Regions from separate parts of the Sus scrofa genome. Here region 2 is linked to region 1. A link is a contact called in public HiChIP or PLAC-seq data. All regions are on one chromosome and are shown on one strand. The core of a region is the stretch at or near the end of the contact, and the rest is flanking DNA. Distances in the headings are between cores, read along the strand shown. Region 1 holds the start of CLEC12A (C-type lectin domain family 12 member A). Region 2 holds the start of CLEC2B (C-type lectin domain family 2, member B).

The links. HiChIP or PLAC-seq counts read pairs in DNA pulled down with a chosen protein or histone mark.
Region 2: an H3K27ac HiChIP or PLAC-seq map of alveolar macrophages shows a contact between it and region 1. The contact joins the promoter of CLEC2B here to the promoter of CLEC12A in region 1. A contact is called at or near these places in 2 of 47 Hi-C or Micro-C datasets (blood and heart right ventricle) and 1 of 2 datasets of contacts at active chromatin or transcription factors (alveolar macrophages).

Annotation. Positions count from the first base shown.
Region 1 is chr5:61,920,516-61,927,975 of Sscrofa11.1, reverse strand. It overlaps CLEC12A (C-type lectin domain family 12 member A), which reads right to left and starts at 4,919. Exons shown (of 6, transcript NM_001301669.1): 1 at 4,804-4,919. The coding sequence starts at 4,894.
Region 2 is chr5:61,993,071-62,000,530 of Sscrofa11.1, reverse strand. It overlaps CLEC2B (C-type lectin domain family 2, member B), which reads right to left and starts at 3,771. Exons shown (of 6, transcript NM_001256364.1): 1 at 3,455-3,771. The coding sequence starts at 3,554.

The DNA of each region.
Region 1 (7,460 bases), core at 3,670-6,169:
TAAAAATTATTTATGGAATATTGGCTGTACAATGGTGCTAACTATATAGAAATGAGCAAGACACACAGATCCCAGGTTTCCTAGGAGATAAATTTTATTTTATTTTATTTTTTTAATTTTTTTGTCTTTTTGCCTTTTGAGGGCCGTGCCTACAGCACATGGAGGTTTCCAGGCTGGGGGTCTAATCGGAGCTACAGCTGCCGGCCTATGCCAAAGCCACAGCAATGCCAGCTCTGAGCCGAGACTACGACCTACACCACAGCTCATGGCAACGCCAGATCCTTAACCCACTGAGCGAGGCCAGGGATTGAACCCCTCGCAACCTCATGGTTTTTAGTCGGATTTGTTTCCACTGTGCCACGACGGGAACTCCCTAGGAGATAAATTTTAATTGTGAGAGAAAATAAATGGATGGTAGGTGATAGATAAATAGACAGAGATATAGATAATAGACAGATAGATAAATAAATATCAAATTGTTATGTGGCATGCACAGATTTGAAATGGAATGTAGGATAGAGAGCAGGTAGTTCAGATCTTATGGCTATTGGGAATCAGCACAAAATGTCAGCATGAAGAACATTATAGGCAGCAAAAACATCTGGGTCAAAGACCCTAATTTGGGGAAAGGTTTCACCTATTTGAAAAATGTAAAAGATTCAGAGTATCTAAAGAATTGTGACCAAGGCGAGAAATGATGTTAGAAGAGAGCAAAGAAAAAGTCAGAAGATGGGTTTTTTGTTTGTTTGTTTGTTTTTTAGAGCCACACCCATAGCATATGGAGGTTCCCAGGCTAGGGGTCCAATCGGAGCTGTAGCAGCTGACTTACACCACAGCCACAGCAACACAGGATCCCAGCCACGTCCGCAACGTGCACTACAGCTCATGGCAATACCAGATCCTTAACCCACTGAGCAAGGCCAGGGATGGAACTTGCATCGTCATGGATCCTAGTTGGGTTCATTAACCACTGAGCCACTAAGGGAACTCCAGAAGACAGATTATGTACAGGCTTTGTTAGCCAGAGTAAGGGCATTGGTGTTATTTGGGAAACCAGTAGAAGGGTGCAATTAGGAGGGGAACATAATTGAGTTTTTTTTTGTTTTTTTTGTTTTTTTTTTTTTTTTTAATAGAAAGATCCCTCTTACTGCACATGGAGAGTAAACTGTAGGGCTACAGTGTTGGAAGCAGGGAGAAGAGCAAGAACCCTATTTCAGTACACTATGCGTGAGAGAATTGTAGCTTGATTTTACTAGTATTAGAGAATGTGATGTCCCATGGATAGATTAACAATACATCTTGAAGTCAGAATCTCTAATTCAAATTTATAAAAGGTTTTGAGGGATCTTCTACTTGATAAAGTTGGTAGACAATAGTATATACACATGTATATGTAGTACAGCATTATGTATATGTAGTACATGTATATGTAGTACAGCTAGCACAGCATATTCTCTGGGGCTAGTGTGTCCTGGTTCTGCTGCTTATCACCTGTGGGACCTTGGACAAGTTACTTAGCCTCTCGGTGTCTTAGTTTCTGCCTTGGTTCAAAGAAACAGGGAGTTCCCGTCGTGGTGCAGTTGTTAACGTATCCGACTAGGAACCATGAGGTTGCGGATTCGGTCCCTGCCCTTGCTTGTGGGTTAACGATCCGGTGTTGCCGTGAGCTGTGGTGTAGGTTGAAGACGCGGCTCGGATCCCGCGTTGCTGTGGCTCTGGTGTAGGCCTGTGGCTACAGCTCCGATTCGACCCCTAGCCTGGGAACCTCCACATGCCGTGGGAGCGGCCCAAGAAATAGCAAAAAAAAAGACAAAAAAATAAAAAAAATAAAAAAAATAAAAAATAAAAAAATAATAATAAATAAACAAAAAAACAAGCCATGAAGTATCAAAATTAAGTGATTTAAGATTTGTGGAGTTCCCATCAGGGCGCAGAGGAAACAAATCTGACTAGGAGCCACAAGGTTGGTTCAATCCCTGGCCTCGCTCAGTGGGTTAGGGATCTGGCATTGCCATGAGCTGTGGTGTAGGTCACAGACGTGGCTCGGATCTGGCGTTGCTGTGGCTGTGGCATAAGCCTGCAGCAACAGCATCGATTAGACCCCTACCCTGGGGTGGCCCTCAAAAGACACACACACAAAAAAAAAAAAGAGAGAGAGATTCGTGATACTATTACGACAGTGTTAGCACATAGCAGACACTTGGTGATTGTGCTTATTTATATTGGTAGTTGATGAGAAGAGGATGATTGGGGCCAGGAAACAGTTTTAGAGGAAAAATAAATATTTCTATTTTTGACAGTTTGAATTTGAAATGAAATTAGAAACCCATATGAAAATCGGCACTTGTATTTTCCAATCTGGACGTCCAAGGAAAGGTTATACAGAATCATTGTATTTGAATCCAAATAACTGAATGAGGCAACATGACAAAGTATATTTAGTGATATGAGAAAAGTGGATCCAGAAGAGAGCCCTGAAGTATTCTGTCATATGGAATTTGATCCCAGGGGAAAAGTCCAAGGAGAAGACAGAGGAAGCAGCCATTGTGATAGTAGGAAATGTGAAGAGATGGCCCTGAAATGGGCAAAGAGAAGTGTTTGAAGAAGAGGGGCTCTTTTCAATTCTGCAAATGCTGCAGGGAAGTCAAGTAGTACAAGAGCAGAGATGTGACTGTTGGGATGAAACAGGGAGGCTGTCTGTGACCCAGACAAGAATCTAGGTCTCCATGGAACAAGGAGAGCAGAAGCCTAGTAGAGTCCATTGAAAAGAGAGTGAGAGATGGAGAACCAAGAGTTTGTGACCAAAGACAACCTTACAAAAAGCTCTGTTGTGAAAGGAAACAAAGACATGGAAGAACAAATGGGGCATGTGAGTGGTCAAGTAAGGAGTGCATTTTGTTAAAATAGACATAGCAGAGTATGTTGGTGCACGAAGAGGGATAATCAACTAGAGGAGGGAGATCGAACGATGACACAGGAGAGACGGGGGAACATTGTAGAAAAAGTGTCTTTGAGAAGGACACTTGGATTGCAATTTAGAACCAGATGAGGCGGTCTGTCTTTTGATAAGAGTAAATAAGAACTTTGTAAATATTATCTAGAAGTAAGGCAGAGTGTACAAGGGAGGATATGGCAGGATGGAAATTTGGACAGTAGAAAGAAAAGGGGTAGAATGAAGTAGGAGCAAAGCTCATCAAGTGAGAGTGAACTGGGCTTGAAATTTTGTGTGTATTTTTTACTGAAAATGTTCAGCTGCTCAGGTGGGGCACAGGTGAGTGGATGTTTAAATTTAACAAGAATTGGAATTTTTCTAGAAAAAACACAAAGAAGAGATGTATAAGAGAGTCAGGTTAGACGTTATATAATACAAAGTTTACATTACATTATATAGTCTTTATAGACTGAATAATCAGAAAATTAGATAAAATTGAGAAAGTCAACAAGACATGGATGAAAAATTTCTTCAGGGTCAAAGAATTTCTGAAGTGGAAATTTAGAATGAGAATGATTAGTAGGACAGGAAAAGAGAAGGGACGTGGTAGGATTTGTAAAGAGCAATTACGGTGTATTGCGTTTATGGTATGTTCCTCTCACACCATAAAAAGAGAAATACAAACAAGAAAATTAAGACAGAAAGTATTGTGACATCCTTAGCATCCTGCCCTTTAAAAAAAAAATCAGTATTCAAGGAAAAGGCTACAGAATTAAGCTGTTATCCTTCATCAAGATTTATAATGTTCATGATAAATGAGAATGACAATGGATAAATGGGGAATGATAATGATAAGTGGATCCAAGATTAAACAGTGAAAATTCGGTTCACAGTAAGGTAGAACGTCAAAGAATGCTACATTTTTTAGAGGTAAAAAACCAATGAAAGAATACACGAGTATTTTTCTATTACTCTTTTCTCCTAATATCACTGCTTCTGTTAACTCTTTGTGTTCTCTATATCTACCATTTAATTTATACACACTGATTTTAAGTATGGGTATTCTGGGACATTAGGGATACTTTATTGAAGCATAAACTGAAAGTAAACACAAGTGGTCCATTTATATCATAATTAAATTTGACTTAAAAAATACAAACTTTCCAGGTACAGGGTGCATTTGAATTATTGTATCTTCCAATATTTATTTCTTTCCTCCCTTTAGTCTTTGATGTGTCTTTTCAGGTAACTTAACCTCTTCCATATTGTAATAAGTTGGAAAGAGATCTCCAAAGGAAGTAAGAAAAATTCTAAAAATTCTATTAGCAAATTCTAATAAAAGCTTTATTTGGTAAAAACTAAAATAAAATCCTCTGAAGGTCCCTTCTCTCTGTCTCTTTCTTTGGCTCTCTCTCCCTATCTCTTTCTTAGACACACACACACACACACACACACACACACACACACACACAAATTAGCATTTTCTTCTAAAAAAGAACATACAAACCCAAGACTTTCCTGAACAACATGTTCCTAGTTCTATGGCTTTCTTTCATGGGGGAAAAATAATTCATAATCCAGTCATATGAAAATACTATCCTAGCCTAATCATGATTGTGATAGATTGAAAAAAATTATAAAAGATTGTGTGTTAAATGCACTGCTTATTTTCTTTAAAAAATCCTTTAAAATCCTTTTGTATGGTCATTTTTGGTAGTTTTGGTAAAAAATAAGAGGCTTAAATTAAAAATTCAAATTGAAAGGTTATTGTCAATTCACTAACACTCAAGGAGCAAGGCATCTACCCTTACACTTCTGCCACCTTCCACATTTTATCCACCTCACAACACAGCCATAGCTCAAAATCTTACCTTTTATCCCAAAGTTGCCAAACTCCTGGGTATTTTCTTTCTTACCAGAGTCCTGGAATTTTAGATCTGCATAAGTGACTTCTTCAGACATTGATGACTATGCAGGGAAAGCTTGACAAACTGTAAAAAAAAAAAGAAAAGAAAAACGAGGGTGAACTAACACAGTTTGATGGTGATCAGAGTTGTGATTTTAACCTCCGTTTATAAACCAAAGCTTAAACTTAAAAACTTCTGTTTTTAAATCGAGTCCCAATCACCCACATATCCGGAAACAAGCTGCCACCCTAAAGAGAGCAGAGTGCTGTTACAAGAAGGAACACCTTTCTTCCTCTTATCTCTTTCTTTTCTCATTTCTCTGTGTCTACCAACTACAGAAAGTAATTTTTAAAACTGTGTTTGGGTATTATTAGCGTTGTGCCAAGGGCTGCAAATCACCAGTGCTATGTGCTGCAGATATAACAAGCATTTCTTGGAGAAACACTTTTAAGGAGAGAAAGAGGAGAAAGGATACAATTCTCAAACCCTTGCTAGTCAGCCCCAGTGGCCTGGCATAGATTTTCTGTACATCTCCAGGTCCTGATAGAGAGGTTTGCCTGAGCCAAGATCACATGTGCACAGAGAGAGGAGATAAGTCCCACGCAGTCACCCTGTTATCCAGGTACAGGAGTGCCTAGAGGACCAAGAGAACACTTAGATTCTCTAGTAACAAGAAGCATAGTAAGGGATTTAGAATAGGAACTGTGCCAGGAAGTATGCATACAGATGGCTATGGGCAGTATACCCAAAGCTCCAGAAATAGCTCTGCAGGTCTGGAGGTTAGCAGATATCTGGGTCTGGCCAAATGTCTATAAGCCATTTGATCCACACCAAAAAGTCCTGGAAATTTGGTCCTGTCCAAAATGTCGATGAGCATATTTTGTCCATGCCAGATGGTTTGGAACAGAACTAAATATGACCAAGTTTCGAGGACTTTTTGGTGTGGATCAAATGGCTCATGGAGCAAATGGCTTATGCTTGTTTTGGACAAGACCAAATGTCCTTTAAGGGTGGATGCTGCCAGCTGCTGAGTGGATTTATTCCAACTGTGCATTGTGGAAATGGACAATGACCGCAGGATGGATTCAGGGACACACTGGGCCTACCATTACACCCACCTAAGCTAAAACCCCACTGGTTACCTGACCGCCGTTGGCCCTGACGAATGGGCCACAGTGAAGTTTGGGTCTCCTGGAATTAGTATAGGATCAGAGCCCGAGTCTAGTATTTTCCGAAAGGCCTGATCATTTCCTTTTCTAAAATGCATGGTTGCCTTCGTAGAAGGGGAATTTTTGCTTACGTCCTTACCATTTTAACATCTGCTAATTTAGAAGCCCTGGTTTCCAGAGTGGAAACACTTCAGGCATCGCAGTGAGAATCCCATTCAATTTTTTTTTTTTTTGTCTTTTTATGGTGACACCTGTGGTATATGGAATTTCCTGGGCCAGGGGTTGAACCAGAGTGGGAGCCGCAGGGCTACTCCACAGCCACAGCAATACCAGACCCAAGCTTCGTGTGCCACCTATGTCACAGCTGTGACAACGCCGGATCCTTAACCCCCTGAGAGAGGCTAGGAATCATACCTGCATCCTCAAAGAGACACTATCGGATCCTTAACCCACTGAACCACAGTGGGAGCTCCTCATTAAGTTTTAAGCTATGTCTGCTACCCTGGGCTTCTTATGCCAGGAACACAACAGGAAAAGAAAATGAGTCACAATCCTGACAGGGCTAATTAACCTGCTTATCAGGGGAATGTAGGACTATTGTTGCATAAGAGAGAAAGTGAAGCAGGTGTTTGCAATGAAGGTGACCCACTAGGATGTCCCCTGACAGTCCCCTGATAAATTTTGACAGCTAATAGGTAAGTTCACTAGAAATGGGCTATTGTCCATATTTCATACTCTTGTAAATGTGGATCTTTTGTACTTTGAGCATATATTTTAGAAAATGTGTATGTTAAAAGGTCACCACGATGTCTTTAGGCAAGTTTGCTGTGGGATAGTTTGTTTAACAGTCAGGAAAGTTACACTGGTCATTATTAATATCTAGCGCCACCAAAAATAGCCTGTAGCATCTGAGGGTGAAAAATAAATGAAGCATCTCCAGGAAAAAACAAAAAAGAATTAGTGTATTTTGCCAGGGGCTTAGGCCCCTGACTGATGGGTACCTTGGTCCCACTAGTTGGTAAAACACCTGGTCTGGTTGAGGGTGTCGTCAAGGGTGAGTGGAGTCCAGCAAGGTAGGGATGTAGGAAATGATGGATATTGGTTGCCATCCAGACAAACTGCAATGACAGGGTGTATAGTTTGTCCCACTAATCTTGTTTCTGTGAGTTTCACCAAGAAAAGGAACTGAAGAGAATACCAGAAGGGCTGGTTATAGAACGTTTTTCTACTAACCAGGCAGATGGGGCAGTGCAAGAGCAGCGTGCAGCAGGCACACTGGTCTGCTGCCCAGATGCTCTAGTCAGCACCGATATATTCATTTCCCAAGCTACTGGGAAGGTTGGCAACTGAATTCTCTCAGCTGACTCTTTCTCTGAGAAGTGCTGTGCACCTCTCAGGGACAGCCTACATCAAATAGATGGGCAGGGTGACAAGGTAGAGGAGGAAATGTCC
Region 2 (7,460 bases), core at 2,522-5,021, 74 kb before region 1:
TTGAGGCAGTGTGGCTTTTCTGGAGTGTTGATGGGGCTAACAGTGTTTCTTTGAATAAAAGGAGGACTTCCTGAGGGCAGACAGGACTGAGAGGTCCACACCGCGATGGTAGCAGATTTCACTTGGCCATGCAGAGCTTGCTCTGGTGTTTTTAGGCTGTGGGGTTCTTGCAGGGGGTTGGCGGTGTTGGGCAGCTGTTCCTCAGGAGTGCAGCACCCCCTGGGGGCTTGAGCAGCTATCTGGGTCACTGAGAACCTAAGAGGCTCTTCCCTAGGGCAGCCCAACTCAGAAGGACGGCCTGAGAATGTAGGCAGATCTTTTCACAGTCTGGCCAAGCTTGTTGCAGCTTTTCTGGGCTGCAGGGGCTCTTCCAGGGGGCTGGTGGTACTGAGCAGCTAATCCACAGGAGTGGGGCACCCCCTGGGGACTTGGATGGGCAGCAGGGCCACTGGAAACCCAAGAGACTCCTCCCCAGGGCAGCCTGACTCAGAAAAACCATCCGAGAATTAGGCAGATCTATTCATGGCCTGGCTAAGCTTGTTCTAGCTTTTCTGGGCTGCAGGCCTTTTCTCGGGGGCTGGTGGTGTTTGGTGCTGCTCTGCGGAAGTGTAGCCCCTCCAAAGGGCAAGCAGGCCTGTGCAGGGACAGCCCCTGCGGTGGTAGGCTTCAGGCAATTGTTGAGGCCATCAGCCCCAGGTTCGGCGAGAGCGTAGAGGGGGGTGGGGGTGGGGGATGCACTGGGAAGCACAGCTTTCAGCTAGCTAGTGGGCTTGTAAACTTGCTGTGGTGTGGGGGGTATTCTATGGGGACCCACCCCTTCTTCTCTCCCCCCCCAGCATGGGCGCAGACCAGGCTCTTCTCCCAGGTTCCCTCTGATGTGGCTTTCCACTTCCCCGCCCCTAGAGTATTGCTCCCTTCCTCTGCGACAGCTTTGTTTTCTAGTCTCCCAGGCAGTCTCTGCCCCATCAAATGGTTTCTAGACCTCCCAAGCAGTTTCCGCTCCGCCCCGCCCCCCCAGCCCATTCTCGGGGTCTAACCTCTGGAGCCGAGGTCTCGGTGCCCAGCCCCCATCCAGGTGTCCCCCGGCCCTTTCTCGGGGACTAACCTCTGGAGCCGAGGATTTGGTGCCCAGCCCCCACCCAGGCGTCTCAATTTTTGGTGACTGTGCCCGTAGTTCAGATGGTCCATTCAGTTCTTGATCAGCTTTTCCATACTCCATCTTACTGCTACACTCTTCTCTGCATCTGGAGATTCCTCCAGTTCGTTTGATCTTTCCCCCGTGTAGGTGACTTTCCAGGGTGCGGGATCCCTTTCTCCTCCGCAGTTCCCTTTCAGGAGCGCCCATCCCGCTTGGATTCACCTTCTCGCACTCTCCTCTTTTCTCCCGTTCTGCCCAATAATGTCACGAACTTCTTGCCATTATTGGAGTTTAGGTTCCTCTGCCAGTGATTGGTTGCTGTTCTGTGCGAGTCATTTATTCTGTAGATGTGCTTTTTTTGTTGTGTTTGTGGGAGAGGGCGAGCGTGTCCCCCTACTCCTCCGCCATCTTGTCCTCTTCCCTTTTTATTTATTTTTAACATTTGGGTTTCTTCTTTAATGGTTTGCCTGTTCCTAGCCCTTATTATTATTGTTTTGCTTTAATTAGATTACTTTCTTTTTCTTATCATACAGTGGGTAATCTTAGTATTTCTGAAAATTGAGTGGCTAGACTTTTCACATTTTATGAAATTATTTTAAACTGTTTAAATTTTAAACTATTTAAATTTCAATGTAGTCAAAGTTATTAATTTTTTTGGAGCTTACACATTCATGTTTGTTTAATAAACTCATTTTACTTAGAGTCCTAAATATAGGCTACCACTCTTACTTGTAGAAGTGCTACAAGTTGCTCTTTATGTTTCAGTATTTACTCATCTGAGATTTGAGAATTTTTTCTATATGAGATGATATAGAAATATAGAATTATGTTGTTTTATATGGATTACTAATTTTTCTAGCATCATTTATAATACTTCATTATTTTACTTTTGCTGAAATGCCATTTATCAATATCTGCATTCTGTGTCATTAACAGAATCTAATCAATCACTTGTTTAATTCTGCAGTTATAACCACACAATCTGAAATACTAAAGCTTATTGTCTGGTTTGGCTAATTCTTAAAACATTTGGTTTAGATATTTTCATGTTGTCATCTAATTTTTGATCCCATTTTCCCCAGCCCACTTGGCTCTAACCTCAGACAGAAAAATTAAGTTGTAAAAAAAAAAAAAAAAAAAATGAGGGAGTTCCCGTCATGGCACCATGGTTAACGAATCCGACTAGGAACCATGAGATTGCGGTTGGATCCCTGGCCTTGCTCAGTGGGTTAAGGATCCGGCGTTGCCATGAGCTGCGCTGTAGGTTGCAGACGCGGCTCGGATCCCGCGTTGCTGTGGCTCTGGCGTAGGCCGGCAGCTGTAGCTCTGATTCAACCCCTAGCCTGGGAACCTCCATATGCCGCAGGAGTGGCCCTCAAAAGGCAAAAGACAAAAAAAAAAAAAAAAAAAAGAGGACTAAAGTATTTATGCATTCTAATCTGGACTACCACAACATTTTTGAATCCTGCATACTCTGGTAGATTGAAATGAAATTAAACAGCAGTTTAGAACTCACTGTAGTCTCCAAATCACATATTGTAGTATGTAATGCATTTTAGTTTCATTTCCCTCCTGCCCTGCCCTTCTTCACCTTATTTGACTATAAAGAGTCCTGTTGATATAACTTCAAAAGATTACCTTGTTAGATGTAGAATTTGGATTTCACCTACTCTGAACTCGCTATTTAAAGCATCCAATGCTACCAAACTGTTTTCTAAGGTTTTTTGGTTTGGTTGTATTTTGTTTGTTTGTTTTGTTTTGTTTTAGTACATTTTCTTTTCTTTTGCATTTTAAAATAGCCAGAGATTTCTCAGGAACATCAGGGTTCCAGCAATTGTTTAGATAAGAGTAGAGGAGACAGGTAACCATTATACTCTTAAGTACTTCTAAAGTGCAATTTATCTGGACTCCACTCAGGGCACATGAACAATCTTTGAAAATATTACAAATATTTGCTATTTATTTTGTATCATGTATGAATTCTAGGCGTGGACCGACTACATGGTTCACACTTAAACTTCAGTACGAGGGAAGCTAAATTTGAACTGTGTTATTTATAGATAATCTTCCTCCATTATCAATTAAGATAAAATGAATATGAATTGTAAGGGCAAGATATCATTTACAAATCTGAATTCCATTATAACTTTTATTTATGGTGAAGTTAACTGAAAAAGGAATTTTTTTTTTTTTGCCTCGATGGAAGAAATTACAAAACCCAATTCCTGTCTTCTAAACTTTTGCTTAACATTTTCTTTTAGTAAATACTAATTTCAGCAAACAACCTTCATTCTAAACAAGTGAAAATGTTCTTACCTCGCTCATTTTCTGTGGTTTCTTGATTTCTTTCACTGGTTTGCTGCACTCCATCACCCATAGTAGGTAACTGGATGTCTTGTGGCCTTTGGTCCAACATCTCTCTTCAAAGTTTTAACTTTTAATATAAAAAATGTCGTTTTTACAGCACAGCTCCAAACTAGAGTGATGCAGCTTAAAGCAAAACACACTTTTAAGCAGTGTTCTCAAAACGAAAGTAATCATGTAATCATGCCGTGTGCCTCCCGCGAAATAAATGCTAAACAAAACAATTGCTGGAAATGACGGAAGTTCCAGCAAGCATCGAAACAGTCATACGGCCTTCCTTCCTCAAAAGAAGATCTTCCCCTGAACAATAAAGCAAAAAAAATTTCAAGTGGCTATTTTTTAAATTCTACCAACATTGATACAAAACTATTTTCCTTCCAGAGCCATAGGAGATAAGAATACTAATTAATTAAAAGGCATGCCTTAGGACATTATGGTTTAATCATCATGTGTTAAGAAATTACCATCTCAAGAGTGATGAAATTAAAGCAAAGAAATCTATGCTTTAAAGTGGCAACTGAAACCACAATAAGAAGTATTTCCTTTGTCAAACGTCAACATCATGTGTGACAGTCCCTGCACAGACACACACACACACACACACACGAAAAACAAAGGAGAAAAAGGAAAAGAAAATTAAAAAGTACTCAGAATGTTATCATCAATATCCAAGATGATAATGCCATTATGCTAGTGGTATCAGGACACTATTTCTTTTTCAAGTCTGTCATCATCAGAATTTTCAAATGATTTAAAAATAAACTCAAAATGGCTTAAAGACTTAAGACAGGACACCATAAACCTCGTAGAAGAGAACATAGGCAAAACATTCTCTGACATCAACCACACAAATGTTTTCTTAGGTCTGTCTCCCAAGCAACAGAAATAAAAGCAAAAATAAACCAGTGGGACCTAATCAAACTGATAAGCTTTTGCACAGCAAGGGAAACCATACAAAAAAACCAAAAAACAACAAAAAAAAAAACACAAAAAGACAACCTATGGAATGGGAGAAAATAGTTTCAAATGATGCAACTGATAAGGGCTTAATCTCTAAAATATACAGACAACTTATACATTTCAATAGCAAAAAAAAAAAAAAAAAACCAACAAACCAACTGAAAAATGGGCAAAAGACCTGAATAGACATTTCTCCAAAGAAGATATACAGATGGCCAACAAGCACATGAAAAAATACTCAACATCACTGATTATTAGAGAAATGCAAATCAAAACTACTATGATACCAAATCACACCTGTCAGAATGGCCATCATTAATAAATTCACAAATAACAAATGCTGGAGAGGGTATGTGGAAAAAAGAACCCTCCTACACTGTTGGTGGGAATGTAAATTGGTACAACCGCTATGGGAAAACAGTATGGAGGTACCTCAGAAAAGTAAATATAGAACTAACATAGGACCCAACAATCCCACTTTTGGGCATAAACCCGGACAAAACTTTCATTGAAAAATATACATGCACCTGTATGTTCATTGCAGCACTATTCACAGCAGCCAAGACATGGAAACAACCTAAATGTCCACTGATAGAGGAATGGATTAAGAAGATGTGGTATATATACACAATGGAATACGACCCAGCCATAAAAAGAACAAAATAATGCTATTTGCAGCAACATAGATGGAACTAGAGACTCTCATACTAAGTGAAGTAAGTCAGAAAGAGAAAGACAAATACCATATGATATCACATATCTGAATCTAATATATGGCACAAATGAAACTTTCCACAAAAAGGAAACTCATGGACTTGGAGAACAGACTTGTGGTTGCCAAAGGGGAGGGAGTGGGATGGAATGGGAGTCTGGGGTTAGTTAATTGATGCAAACTATTTCACTTGGAGTGTTTAAGCAGTGAGAACACAGGGAACTATACCCAGCCACTTGAGATGGAATATGATGGAGGATAATGTGAGAAAAAGAATATATATATATATATATATATATATATATATATATATATATATGACATGTGACTGGATCAGTTTGCAGTACAGTAGAAATTGACAGAACATTGTAAATCAACTACAATGAAAAAATAAAAATCATAAAATAAAAAATCACACATTCACCTCCATCACTTTTGCTCTTTTAACATGTTTTTCAGTTTTGTGGTCCTGCAGTTAAATTTGTCCAAATAGGAGGATAGAATATACAAAATTCTGTTAGCTTGTATAAATATGAATATTTAAACAACAGGATGTGTGAGCCTCAATTTGTTTTCCGGCCTCAGGCTCTGTAAATCTTACAGAAAGTCACATACAATCAGATGTATTTGGCATACGGAATTCCCTGGCCGGGGATCAGATATGAGTCATAGTTGCAACCTATGCTGCAGCTCCACCCACTGTGGCGGGCCAGATAACAAACCTGCGTCCCAGCTGTCCAGAGACACCACCAATCCCATTACACCACAGCACGAACTCCTTTTGTCCGTTTTCCATTTAGTTATTGGCTTACTACTGAGTTGTAAGAGTTCTTTATGTATTTTGAATATGAATTCCCTCATCCTACGTATGTTTTAAATGTTGATTTCCAGCCTTCTTCTAGGAAGAAGAATTAAAACAGATTTAAAAGACTGAAAATAATAAATGAATTATCTGGTAACCCAGTATAAGTAGCATGGGTGGGGGGCGATAGGCCAGGTTGGCACTGATTGGGAAAGCCAAGGAGTAAGAGTGTGTGTTGCAATTTTAATAGGGTATTCAGAGTAGGCATCACCTAGAAGAGGGGATTTGAGGAAACTTGGAGGAGAGGGAGAGAGCCATGGTAGGTTTATGGGAGTTTATCATCTTAGAAGAACTGCTGAAGATCCTAAAGCTGGAATATACCTGGCACACTCTAAAAAGAAGTCATTTGTGTCTGAAGGAGGGAAAATTGTGGGAGCTGAGGTCAGATAAGCACCAAGTTAATTTTGATTTTTCCATTCTAAGGTCTTGGTTAACATGCTAAGTGAAACGGGGAACTGGTGAACTACCTTAACCAGAACAGTGTTTTCATCTGACCCACGGTCTAAAGGTTCACTGGGTGCTGTCAATTGGTAGCCTCCTGAAAATTGTGCATAGCCCTGTCCATTACAATCCTGACATTCCCTCCCTAACCCTTGTTTGCTATTCTCCTCTCTCCATCCTTATCTATAAAATTCTCATCAAACACTGTGCTTCTTTTCAGTGTGATCTTGATCTCAGTATGAACTGATTTCAATCCCGTCATTAGGAGATGCAAGGTGGCACTCTTGAGATGTGAGTCACCATTGCAGAGACTCCTAGTGAAAATACACAAGGGCCATTTCACATCCTTCTTTTGCCGATGGTGCTTATCTTTTTGTAGCATAGTCATCCGAAAAATTTAGAAATGTTTTTCTTTTTGAACAGCATGTAAATCATACTTTAACGAAGCATGTCTTCAACCTGCTAACACATTTTACACACTATGAAATCCTAGCCCTTGTGCAGAAGAAAGAATAATGTTGAGAAAATTTGCTTCTGGTGATGCTGTACATGGCTTCTATTTTTTTCTATGCTATTTTCCATATTGTTTGAATCTTTACAATGGGCATGAGACACACCTGTGTTGAAAATGTAGTTCTCTTTGTCTAGATACTCATGTTGCAACAGAACAAAGGGTGGGGGAAAAAATGTAATTGTAATGTATACATGTAAGGATAACCTGACCCCTGCTGTACAGTGGGAAAATAAAAAAATTATAAAAAAATACAATAAAAAAAGAAAGAAAATAACAAAGTCCTATATAGCATAGAGAACTATATCCAATATCCTGTAATAAAGCATAATGGAAAAGGAAGTGAAAAAGAAAAAAAAATGTAGTTCTATCATTTAATACAGCCTTAGGTAAATAATCAAAGTTTTCATTTGTCCATTTATTTAAGAAAAATTGCTATGAAATCTTCATCTTTGAGGGGTTGAAAACACTT